Regions from separate parts of the Sus scrofa genome. Here regions 2 and 3 are each linked to region 1. A link is a contact called in public HiChIP or PLAC-seq data. All regions are on one chromosome and are shown on one strand. Each heading gives the region's core, a stretch centred on a gene start, on an enhancer-like site or on the middle of the called end of the contact. The rest is flanking DNA. Distances are from core to core; before and after follow the strand shown. Region 1 overlaps LOC102162281 (a long non-coding RNA gene). Region 2 has its middle 340 kb from the start of PTEN. Region 3 has its middle 320 kb from the start of RNLS.

Region 1 (3,615 bases), core at 161-2,660:
CACAGGCTAGGGGTTTAATCAGAGCTACAGCTGCTGGCCTGCACCACAGCCTCTCCAATGCCAGATCCGAGCCGCGTCTGAGATCTACACCACCACAGCAACGCTGGATCCTTAACCCACTGAGAGGGGCCAGGGATCAAACCCGAAACCACATGGTTCCTAGCCAGATTCGTTTCTGCTGCCCCATGACAGGAACTCCAACAGTACTTGTTTTCTAGTAAACTGAAGGAAGACTTATTCAAATTGTCCACTGATAAATTATTAAAAATAAGATCACTAAGTGATGTATGGCATATAAATTGGCAAGCTTTCCAATAAAAATGTGACATCACTGAAACAATTCCTTTCAGTTACATATTTATGTGAACAGTGTTCCTCAGTGTTCATAATATAAAAGCAAACACTTTGAATTAAACTGAATATGTGAACCTGACTCCTTCTGGAAACAAGTAAAATTCATTTGATATAAAAACTAATTTTTTAAGCTGCACTGATTTCTTTTCTGTGTTTAATAATTATAACACTTTAAAGTATTTAATTGATCAATTATGAATTAAAAACAATGATAAATGAGAACAATTTTAACAATTAGGAGTATTATGGTCAAAGGAATTTAATTTAAATTTATAATTTTAATTTAAATTTATGTATAAAAGTTGTTACAGAGAAATACGATAGAGTGATCATTAAAGATATTCACACTTAATGGATATTATATTCAGATAAAAATATGTGGCAAAAATGGAAAGAAAACTCAAGGGCAAAGAGACGAAAAAGTGATGTAAAATTTCTCACTGTAACAGAAGAGCTTGTTCATGTTGTTAATGTTTTGATGGATAATGGTGGATATATCAAATCACTATGGCATTTATATTCCATTGGCTACACTTAAGAATTCTATTTTTAAATGTTAATTTTTACATTACAGGAAATTGCTTCCTTTGTAGCTACTTAAACTCATGATGGAAAGTTTAATTCTAATTCTAAAATGTGTAAGGAAGAAAAGTTTTTCCAAATTGTCTGTGGGATAAGCCAACCAAAAAATTTAAAAACCCTGTATACTAGAAAAACTTTCATATATGTGCATAAGAAAACATGTAGGGATTTTCATGGCAATATTATTTGAAATAACAAAAAGTTAGGAAGAACCTAAATATCCATCAATATGTATAAATGAAATGTGACTTTTTGGATGATAGACTATTATACACCAGGTCAAAAGGTATAAATTAGATACATTTATCCATATGGAGCTATCTCAAGATTTATCAGACTCTAATTAAAAATGATCCTCAGAATTACAATGAGCTCGTCTTTCTCTCATTTCCTACGCTCACAACAGAGAAACCAAACCAGTCCAGGAAGCAGGAAGTCCATAGGCTATGTGACATCACCCAAACCTTGGCCCTGAAGCAGAGAACTTTGAATGGGTGTGTAACGTGATCATATCATAGTTATGATCATGACGACTCCACAGTTGTCTGAGGCATTTTAATGACTACCCCTTGCTGGGAGTGGAGGAGAAATTAAAAGGGCCAAAGAATCAATTAGAAGGAAAAGAATTTCTTCATTATCTTTTTGAAGTTTCTACTTGCCTGGAAAGAGGAAGTAAGGTATTTTTGTACTTACATAGGAAGTATGGATAGAGGAAATACTAGTGGTCTAACAAATATTCAAAGATGAGGTAAGCAAAAATGACTCTTGACAAGAAACTCATTCTACGATAATAAAATCAAAGGAGTTCATTTCTGCGGGAAAGCAAAATCCGTAAGACTTAGAAATGACGATTAAATTCCTTGTCTATATGTATGAATTTCATTCCTCTCAGTTTAGAGAAATCTACTTAAATATTTGAATATTTTGAAAATTACATCTTATTTTCTCACTAATCCAATATAAAATTAGTGATAACATAAAATGGGGACATAATAAGAGTAATAATGATGATAACCAGTACTTTATTATTACTAAACTTTGTTGATAACACTTAGAAATGTACAGGGTCATTAAAGGGTATATGTAAGGTCTTAAGAAGACCACTGGGACTGGGGGTTTGGGATGAAAATGTTCTAAAATTAGGTTGTGATGATGGCTGTAAAACAATAAATACAGTAAAATTCATTGAATTATTTTTAAAAAATCACTGGCTTGTTTATACTTTCTCTCCTAGGTCTCCACAAATATGTTTCTATGGACAGCCTGGCATAAGCACTGTGATACAAATAATAATGAATATTTATAGATTACATATTACCACTAATGGTCTACCAGCCTGATTTACGTAAATATATCTCATGTTTTTCCTACAATTTGACCCTATACGGCTTCCGTATCACAGGTACTGAAATTATTCCTCTCCTGAAATATCTGAGGCTTTATTATCATTTCTGCAATTTTCAACCCCCAGGAATTTTCCCCCTAAGTTTCCAGTACTCTGTAAGTACTCTCCTAGCAGACCCATCCCCATTAGTTCACCAGTCGTGACCACAGAGGACCAAACCTCCATAGCGAAGCAGCCTTTTCTTTTTTTTCTTTTTAGGGCCACACCCATGGCATATGGAGGTTTCCAGGCTAAAGGTCTAATTGGAGCTACAGCTGCCGGCCTGTGCCACAGCAACGTGGGATCTGAGCCACATCTGCAACCTATACCACAGCTCACTGCAACACCGGATCCTTAACCCTCTGAGCGAGGCCAGGGATCAATCCCGAAATCTCATGGTTCTTGGTTGGATTATTTCCACCGTGCCATGACGGGAACTCCATAGTGAAGCAGTCTTCATACAAGTACCTCTACCAAAGGAGAGAGAAAGAGGGAAAAGAAATGTTATCATTGATTCTAATCCTTAATCCTCATGATGTACATGTGAGAGGAAAATGCAGGGTTGTAGTTCTGGATATAAAATTAAATGGGTTAACTTTTAAATAACCATTGGTTAATATATCCAACACTTTTGCTGCATTTAATACTTTCTTGGTACTCCATTCTTCTCCCTGGAGCACAGCCTTAAGCATTTCTTGAGTCAGATACAAGTGGTGTTAGTTTATAGGAAATACTTAATCTGAGTCACTTTTTGCTTCCCTATACACCTATTCCCCATGGCCTTACCCTGAAAGGGGAGGTACTTATCTGTGTATAATGAGATCATAAATTCCTTGAGAGGCTATTTAGCATGGAGGCTAAAAGCACCATTTCTGGAGCCAGACTGTCTGCTTTCAAATATTGCTCTGCCACTTAACAGTGTAAGATCTTTGGCAAGTTACTTAATCTCTGTGTATCCCAGTGTCCTCATCTGTAAAATGGGGATAATAATAGTATCTACCTCACAGTGTTATGAGGATTGGGTGAGAATATATATATAGTAACCTCTATAGAAGTGCTCACTGCTGCCACCTCTGACACTTTACGTATTATTTGACACATGGTAAGCTTTCAGTAAATACCAAATGAACAATGAATAGCTATCCACAAGTGCAAAATGGGAGACCGTAAGAAAGTAAGGATTCCCCTGGTCTTTCAAGATGTCCCCAGTAAACAGCCATTTTGTGTCTTTCATTGTTGTAATCTTATGTCATACCAATATTTCTGTTACGAGTTTAAACAAGATGCATTTACCT
Region 2 (3,473 bases), core at 737-3,236, 360 kb before region 1:
CACTGAGCTAGAGGAAGAGAAGGAAAAATTAGTAAAGGAGACTGATAAAAAGTATGTGGAAAGGACACGGGAGAGCTTGAAAACCCTGCAAATGCAGTCGTGCACACCAAGAAATGGGTTCAGGAAGAAAAGATTAAAGCTTGGGTCAAATTGTACCAAAGAAACCAAGGAGGAAATAGAGAAAATATGATTAAATAGGTAACAAAGTGGTAATTTTAAGAAAAATATTTTAGGGAGTTCCTGTTGTGTCTCAGTGGGTTACGAACCCAACTAGTATCCATGAAGATGTGGGTTTGATCCCTGGCCTTACTTAGTGGATTAAGTATCTGGTGTTGCTGTGGCTGAGGCATAGGCCAGCAGCTGCAGCTCCAATTTGACCCAGCCTGGGAACTCCCATATGTCCCTAAAAAGCAAAAAAAAAAAAAAAAAACATTTAAGAATTAAAAATTAAAAATGGGAGTTCCTATCCAGGCACAGATGAAACGAATCCAACTAGGAACCATGAGGTTGTGGGTTCAAATCCTGGCCTTGCTTAGTGGGTTAAGGATCCTGGCCATGCTGTGAGCTGTGGTATAGGTCGCAGGCGAGGTTCAGATCCTGTGTTGCTGTGGCTGTGGCCTAGGCCGACAGCTGTAGTTCTTATTGGACCCCTAGCCTGGTAACCTCCACATGCTGTGGCTGCAGCCCTAAAAAGCAAAATAAATAATAAATAAATAAATATTTTAAAAAATTAGGCGTTCCCGTCGTGGCTCAGTGGTTAACAAATCCGACTAGGAACCATGTGGTTGCGGGTTTGAACCCTGGCCTTGCTCAGTGGGTTAAGGATCCGGCATTGCCACGAGCTATGTGTAGGTCTCAGACGTGGCTCGGATCCCACATTGCTGTGGCTCTGGCGTAGGCGGGCAGCTACAGCTCTGATTACACCCCTAGCCTGGGAATCTCCATATGCTGCAAGTGCAGCCCTAGAAAAATACAAAAAAAAAAAAAAAAAAAGAAATGAAAAGTGAAAACAACAACAACAAAATGTAGTTTTAAGAGAGTGATGGTGACAAAAGCCAGGGTTTAGAAGATATGGGTGGGGGTACAGTGAGTAGACACTGAGAAAAGAGGTGGCAGCAGTATAGATACATCCTTATGGAAGCTGGGTCATTGTAGAAAACCACTAAGATGTAGAGGCAGTGTGTTATCATAGCATAACCTAGTCTTATTCTTGCTACAGACAGTGAAAGAGAAAAAAGTCAGGAAAAAAAGTGGGAAAAGAGAGGAACTAAGTCGAAGCAAATTTCTCTAATTTTTGTTTTGGTTTTTCATAGTTTTAGATCAAATGAGACCCAAGCATGTTAGTTAGGAAAACAGAAAGAGTCAGTAGAAAGGAAAACCTTGCAAATGAAAAAGCAGTGTCCTAAAAAGAGCAGGAAATACAGCAGTGTTCAAGCCCAGCGGTGGGTCTCTGCCTTTCTTCCAAGACAGGAGTGAAAATCTGGACCCAGAATGAATACCTGCAGTTTGGGTTAGAGAAGGAAATTGAGGGGGCCCACCCTCATTGGCTCATGCACTTGACTTCTGAGAAAGGCAAGGGGAGGCTGGAGTTTGGAATCCTGGGAACAGAGCAATTTCAAGGGATGACGAGTGTCTAGGACTGAAATAACCATGCATGCAACCATCGCCTTTGTGTATCAACCTCCTGGCAGCTGTCCATGTAGAATGACTGGCAAGCACGGCAACTGACTGCATTGCATTCTTTTGGTTTAAATTTGATAGGCATTTCTTGGACAGAATCATCATTATTTTAAAAGGATAGTCATACCCAGGAAGGGTTAAAATTCATTTTTCAAGTTCTAGCCCAGTTCCCAACCCTTACTGTTTCCCCAAGTCCTTTAACAAAATTTGTTATCCCATTGACAGGCCAGTGTTGGTCCCCTCCACAGAACAACACATGCTGTGCTCTCTCTCTGAGTGTACTCATGATGAACTTCAAGCCACACATCTGCTGCAGAGAAGGAACTCTTATTCCCAAATGGCTGACATCAGCTGAAGATTCTGGGTTCATCTCTACTGTAGCGTATTTTTATTAGATAGACTGCTGGAGAATCAGAGGAATAAATTTAGTTACTATGTCTATACCTCATTACAATGCATCCCCAACTATTGTTCTTTTCATCAGCTTAATGTTATTCTGAGACTCTGTTTCTAAAAAGTGAATATCTGGATTAAAACCAACGTCCCATCCTCATTTACTGCCAAGCCATTGCTATATCTGTGCTAAGGATGTATTATTGTGATGTCACCACCCCAAGCCTCTTTCTTTGATTTAAAGCAGTGGTTGGCAAAGATTTTGTGTAAAGGCCCAGAGAGTAAATATTTTAGGCTTTGTGAGACACATGCTCTCTGCTGCAATTAGTCAGTTGTCATTGTAACACGAAAGCAGCCAGAGATGATACCTAAACGAATGAACATGGTCGTGTTCCAATAAAACTTTATTTACAAAAACAGGCAGTAGGTTGGATTTAGCCCATAGGCTATTCTTTGCCAACCTGGGATTGGCAAGAAGACTTCAGGTGAACTGATAGCTAAAAAACAGTATCTTTTCATGTGCTCATCTCCTAGAAGGGAAAAAAAAAAAAAACACCACTAAAACATTTTTCTTGGACATTTTATTTCATTTGTAGCCAACAGTATGGCATTTCCCCCATTCTAATACATGGCATCTTAAGTTTTTAGATTCCTTTCCCACAAAAAGTTGACAACAGCAGTAGAATTTAACTCAGGGAAGAGAGGGTTAAGTGGTTCAAAATTGAAGGGTGAAAGTATCACTTATCTGCAAACACAGCCTCCTCTTTAGAAACTGATTTACCCAGACATTGAGTTGATTATAAGAGATGTAGAGTAAAAACAAATTTGCTGACCTTCATTTCAGAGATCAAAGGTTAAATTCATACCCTGTAGGATGGTTCTGTTAAATCACTCCCAAGCTGCCTGGTGACATATTTTTGAAAAATATTTCTCTCCAACTTTATCAAGTGTTCTTTGTGTTCTGGAAACATGATTTGAAGTCCCAGCTGGAGCTGGGACCTTATGAGTCTTAGATAGCTGAAATTCTTCTTCAACTATATCCAGAGACATGTGGTTAGTTGGGAGAGACATTAATTGCAGGGATATTAATACCTCTGAGTCTAGTTTTATTTATCAAAGATTGATATTCTGTCTTTCTAGTTGTTGAAGACTGAAATTAAAATTTTGCACTGGATAACAAGGGGTTGTATAAACTGTGCACAGATAAAGAGCTGAAATTGTCCACTTTGATGTCCTTGACATTGGGCTGGATAAACATGTCTTAAATTATAATGTCTGTTGATGACTGAGTGTTCCTAACTTCTTTGCCTCTAAGCACTGCTTCGGCACAGAATCCCAACAGTTCCAAAATTAGGAAAACTTTGTGCACAAATTAGTTAAATTCAAAACCTTTATTTTAA
Region 3 (3,796 bases), core at 561-3,060, 370 kb before region 1:
TGAAGTTCTGGAATATCCATGATGTCACCTTTTTCTACTGATCGGCTACCGCTGCACAGAGGCATGCTATTAGCTCTGTGATGTTTTAGCTTAATTCTCCCATATGTGGGTTGTACTTCCAGCCAAAACAAAGTCAGCAGGGGATTTTGCAGCCACCGCATTGCTCAAGGTGCTGCCGGCTCAGTGAGATCGGGGAGATCAGATCAGGATTCATGATGAACAAAAAGATGAAAAGAAAGAATAGACACCAGGGGAGTGAGATTTCAGGTTGCCTGGTGTGTGATTTCCAAATCAAACCTTTATTTTTCCAATCAGTGATTTGATGTTCTGGGTTTCACCTTTGAGGTTTTCTGTGATTTTCTGGCAGACATGATGGTTGAAAGCACCCTGTTCTGAGTGGATGGAATCCCTCTCATTAAATTAGAAAGGAGACATTTTAGGATATGAGCTCATGAAAGAGAGATTTTGAAATGGAAAAAAAAAAAAAAAAGTACACACATACACAGTAACACATAACTAGGCCAGCACAGGATGCATTTGTGGTTAAGCCATTTTTCCCATTGCAGATGACACTTTAACGCTTTGAATCCCAGAGTCCTTCTGCACACACCCAGCAGGAAAAGAAGTCTCTGCAGCTGCCTCTCTGAAGCCAGGCTGTACCACAGGTGGAAGGAAGAAGATCTAGCCCACACAGAGTCACCAAACCCTTCAATTTGAAATCACTCTGGGACTCCTTCTCCTCTCCCCGCCAGTGCCAGCCATGTCATGGCGTAAACACATAACCCTTGCTCCCAGAAGATCTTTTGAATAGAACAAAACATGGGACAGAGCAATAAAGACTCCTTGTGGTCCTTAGGGACAAAAAGGGGGTGTGGGGTGGCTAATCAAAAGCAAATAACCGTTGTTTCTTCTCCAGCTTTTTCCACTCAAGTCACAAGGATGATAGTACATTTTCAAGCCTACTCCAACCAGTCTGAAATGTGCAAGTATTTGCTTCGAATGGGCAAAGTTGTTGTTGTTGTTGTTGTTTTTTCTTCTTTTTTCTTTCACTGTGGGAAAATGCACTTATTTTCAGTCACCCCTGACATCTGACCACTCGACTGATCACGAGGACACTGTGGTAAACCACAGCTCAACTTGAAATTATCTCTTTCAGGCATGGTTCCTGTATTTTGGATGGCACCATCCTTGGCTGTCCAGTTTCGGCTCCCCTCCATGGGAGTTCCATTTTCACTTTCCTCTGTCTCCTCAAAGTGAGAGGTCTTGCTCTCAAGTCTGTCCATTGGGCTTGTCCTCAAAATAAGCTGAATACAAAAAAATGACGCCAGTGCTCCCAGCCAAGATCCCCAAAGCAACCCATTTATACATTGTGTTCTTTTTAAAGGGGGAAGGCACACAGAAAACATGAAGACTTTAAACATCCTGGAGAGAAGGAAAAAAAAAAATTCTCCTGATTAATATTAGGATGATCCAGCAGGGTTTATACATATTCCTTCTGTTTGAATCATCTTGGTTTTTGTAGCTGTTTTACACCTCCAGGATCCTGCCATCTGCCCACTCTAAAGAAATGCAGCAAAGCATTCCAAAAACAATGGCTGGAAGGAAATAATTTTGAACAAACTCAAGAGACCGACTTTTTTGCACCCTTCTGGTTCCTGCTACACTCCCTGGAGGAAAGACAGTGGGGGAGAGGGGGTGCCCTGCGGTTCATGTGGTGGGGGTTCACCTCCTAAGAACCCCCGTCTGGAGCCCTGTCCTGCCATCAGGCTGACAAGAGAGAACTTCGTGTACAGATCTGGCTGCCCTCTTGGCTGAGGAAGCAGGAGGAGGAGGGGTGGGCGGCTCCCTGGGCAGTTCTGTCCTACTCAGATCTGGTGTGTGTCACTGGAATATAGGTCAGCCTTTGCTGGACAACTCGAAGCAGGCTGGAAGCATGGGCCCCGCACCGAGCCTGGTCCCCCTCACTCTCTTCCTGCCTGAGACAAGAGTTAACAGGCCCAAGGAACACAAAGAGGCCATCAGGACCGACGAAAGCGGTCTTCCCTTTGGCTCACAAAAGCCTGGGAAATCTAAAGCTTAGCAAAGGCTTTATCAGTCCTGGGGTTGGGCCAAGGAGCAGGCTGAAGTTCAGCTGGCCAGGCCCAGCGCAGCTGCTGGCTGTTCACGCTTCCCACAGGGACTTTTCCTCAGCCCCCGATTTAGACAGTGAAGGGGATGGGTAGTGTGCATGTCGCTGCCGAGGGTGATTGGAAAAACAAAATGACTTTCAATTACCGAGCAGTTCAGGTGGAGGCAGTGAATGTAGAAAAGGTTTTCTTTCCAGCAGCAAAATGAGGTGTCAGTGAAAAAGCTGCTGGCCTTGCGGAGAGGTTATTGCTTGAAAGGAATATTGGCAAATGCTTTCGGCTGAACGTTTAGGCTTGGTTGCTTGCCTTTCCCCCCACAGTTCATAGAGGGATAAAGATATTACATGAATTGGATTTTTCTTGTGAATTAAAACATCGATGTCCTGATTTTGGGTAACAAGCGTTGCAGAGTTAGTGCTGAGCAGGCAGAAAGGAGGGATGGGACTAATGCTCTGCCTTCAGGGCAAGGCAAAAAGAGGTTCACAAAAGAGCGTGATTCCACTGATTGTTCAAGGTCACCAGACTGTGCATGCTCGACGTGGAACTCAAGACTCCCAAATCCCAGTGTCTGATTAATTGTCCCTTGACTAAAACAATGAATATAAAATGGATTAGCAAAAGGTGTTGCTCCAGGCCAAAAAGTTCAGAAAGCAAACAGAACTTCAAGGAAAGTAGGATTTTCTTTAATTAGGCTGACATTGAATGCCTCAGTAGTAATGCCTTGGTAATGTGAAATTGCCTTTTGCGCAGTATGTATATGTGTAATTTTTTTTTTTTTTCAGTCGTGCCAGTTAAAGGGTACTGAGTATCACTGTGCTGTGTTCCTGTTTTCCCCACATCATGTGATTTACCCCTCACAGGAACCTGGCGGGTCATGTATCGTCACCACTATGTTACTGATGGGGCTGAAACTGATTCAAGTTTTGCTTGATGTGTAAGTGGTAGAACTTGGATGCAAATCTAGGTTTCTAACTTCCATTTTCAGAACCACTTAACAGCCTCTTTTAAATAGCATCTTATTTTGTGTATTCATATCTGGGTTGACTGTTGTAAAGTGTTAAGTTCCTGGATGAGGAAAACTATGAGCTGAAACAGAGGTTCTTTGAATTACCTACTTGCAATATTTTGCCTAACTATGAAAGTAGTGGGGTTGGTCATGAAATACTACCATCCTTTTTAATGAAATAGTGTATATGTTTATAGAAAAAGAAAACTCTGTGAGAAAGACAATATATATATATATATATATACCTCAATATTTGAAATACATTGAGATGTCCAGGCATAAAAATAGTTGTTATGAGATGAAAATATTGGCTTGTATAGCTGGAAAATTAATGATACTAGCTCTTCTCATGTGATTTGATACTAAGTAGCACACAGGTGATTCAGTATGCAGTTGTCACTGCAGCGGCTCAGGTTGCTGCTATAACTCAGGTTCAATCCCTAGCCCAGGAAATTCCACAGGCTTGGGCAGTGCAGGAAAAAAAAAAAAAAAAAAAAAAAAAACAGAGGAAAAAGATATAGTATCTTTTCTCTATTTTTTATCTTTCTTTTTGAAAAAAGGAAAGATATGGAAGTAGGAAAAATAAGTTAAAAGTGCTAGTAATAATAAAGGTGAAAAATGGATTGCACACCCCCCTCGGGAATCTTATGGCCCAGAAGTGGAG

Evidence for each region. HiChIP or PLAC-seq counts read pairs in DNA pulled down with a chosen protein or histone mark.
Region 2: a contact with region 1 is called in an H3K27ac HiChIP or PLAC-seq map of alveolar macrophages. The contact joins two enhancer-like sites. A contact is called at or near these places in 1 of 47 Hi-C or Micro-C datasets (alveolar macrophages) and 1 of 2 datasets of contacts at active chromatin or transcription factors (alveolar macrophages).
Region 3: an H3K27ac HiChIP or PLAC-seq map of alveolar macrophages shows a contact between it and region 1. The contact joins two enhancer-like sites. A contact is called at or near these places in 1 of 47 Hi-C or Micro-C datasets (alveolar macrophages) and 1 of 2 datasets of contacts at active chromatin or transcription factors (alveolar macrophages).

Annotation. Positions count from the first base shown.
Region 1 is chr14:99,906,711-99,910,325 of Sscrofa11.1, reverse strand. It overlaps LOC102162281 (a long non-coding RNA gene), which reads right to left. Exons shown (of 4, transcript XR_002338607.1): 4 at 2,667-2,790. Among named protein-coding and RNA genes, the nearest start is that of KLLN, 20 kb to the left of the region's middle. Within about 2 kb of position 1,410, at least 4 of the 83 cell types and tissues checked have an H3K27ac peak or open chromatin away from gene starts, as enhancers often do. A contact at or near this core is called in alveolar macrophages, where this site is marked.
Region 2 is chr14:100,263,539-100,267,011 of Sscrofa11.1, reverse strand. No RefSeq gene overlaps it. Among named protein-coding and RNA genes, the nearest start is that of PTEN, 340 kb to the right of the region's middle. Within about 2 kb of position 1,986, at least 10 of the 83 cell types and tissues checked have an H3K27ac peak or open chromatin away from gene starts, as enhancers often do. A contact at or near this core is called in alveolar macrophages, where this site is marked.
Region 3 is chr14:100,279,720-100,283,515 of Sscrofa11.1, reverse strand. No RefSeq gene overlaps it. Among named protein-coding and RNA genes, the nearest start is that of RNLS, 320 kb to the left of the region's middle. Within about 2 kb of position 1,810, at least 48 of the 83 cell types and tissues checked have an H3K27ac peak or open chromatin away from gene starts, as enhancers often do. A contact at or near this core is called in alveolar macrophages, where this site is marked.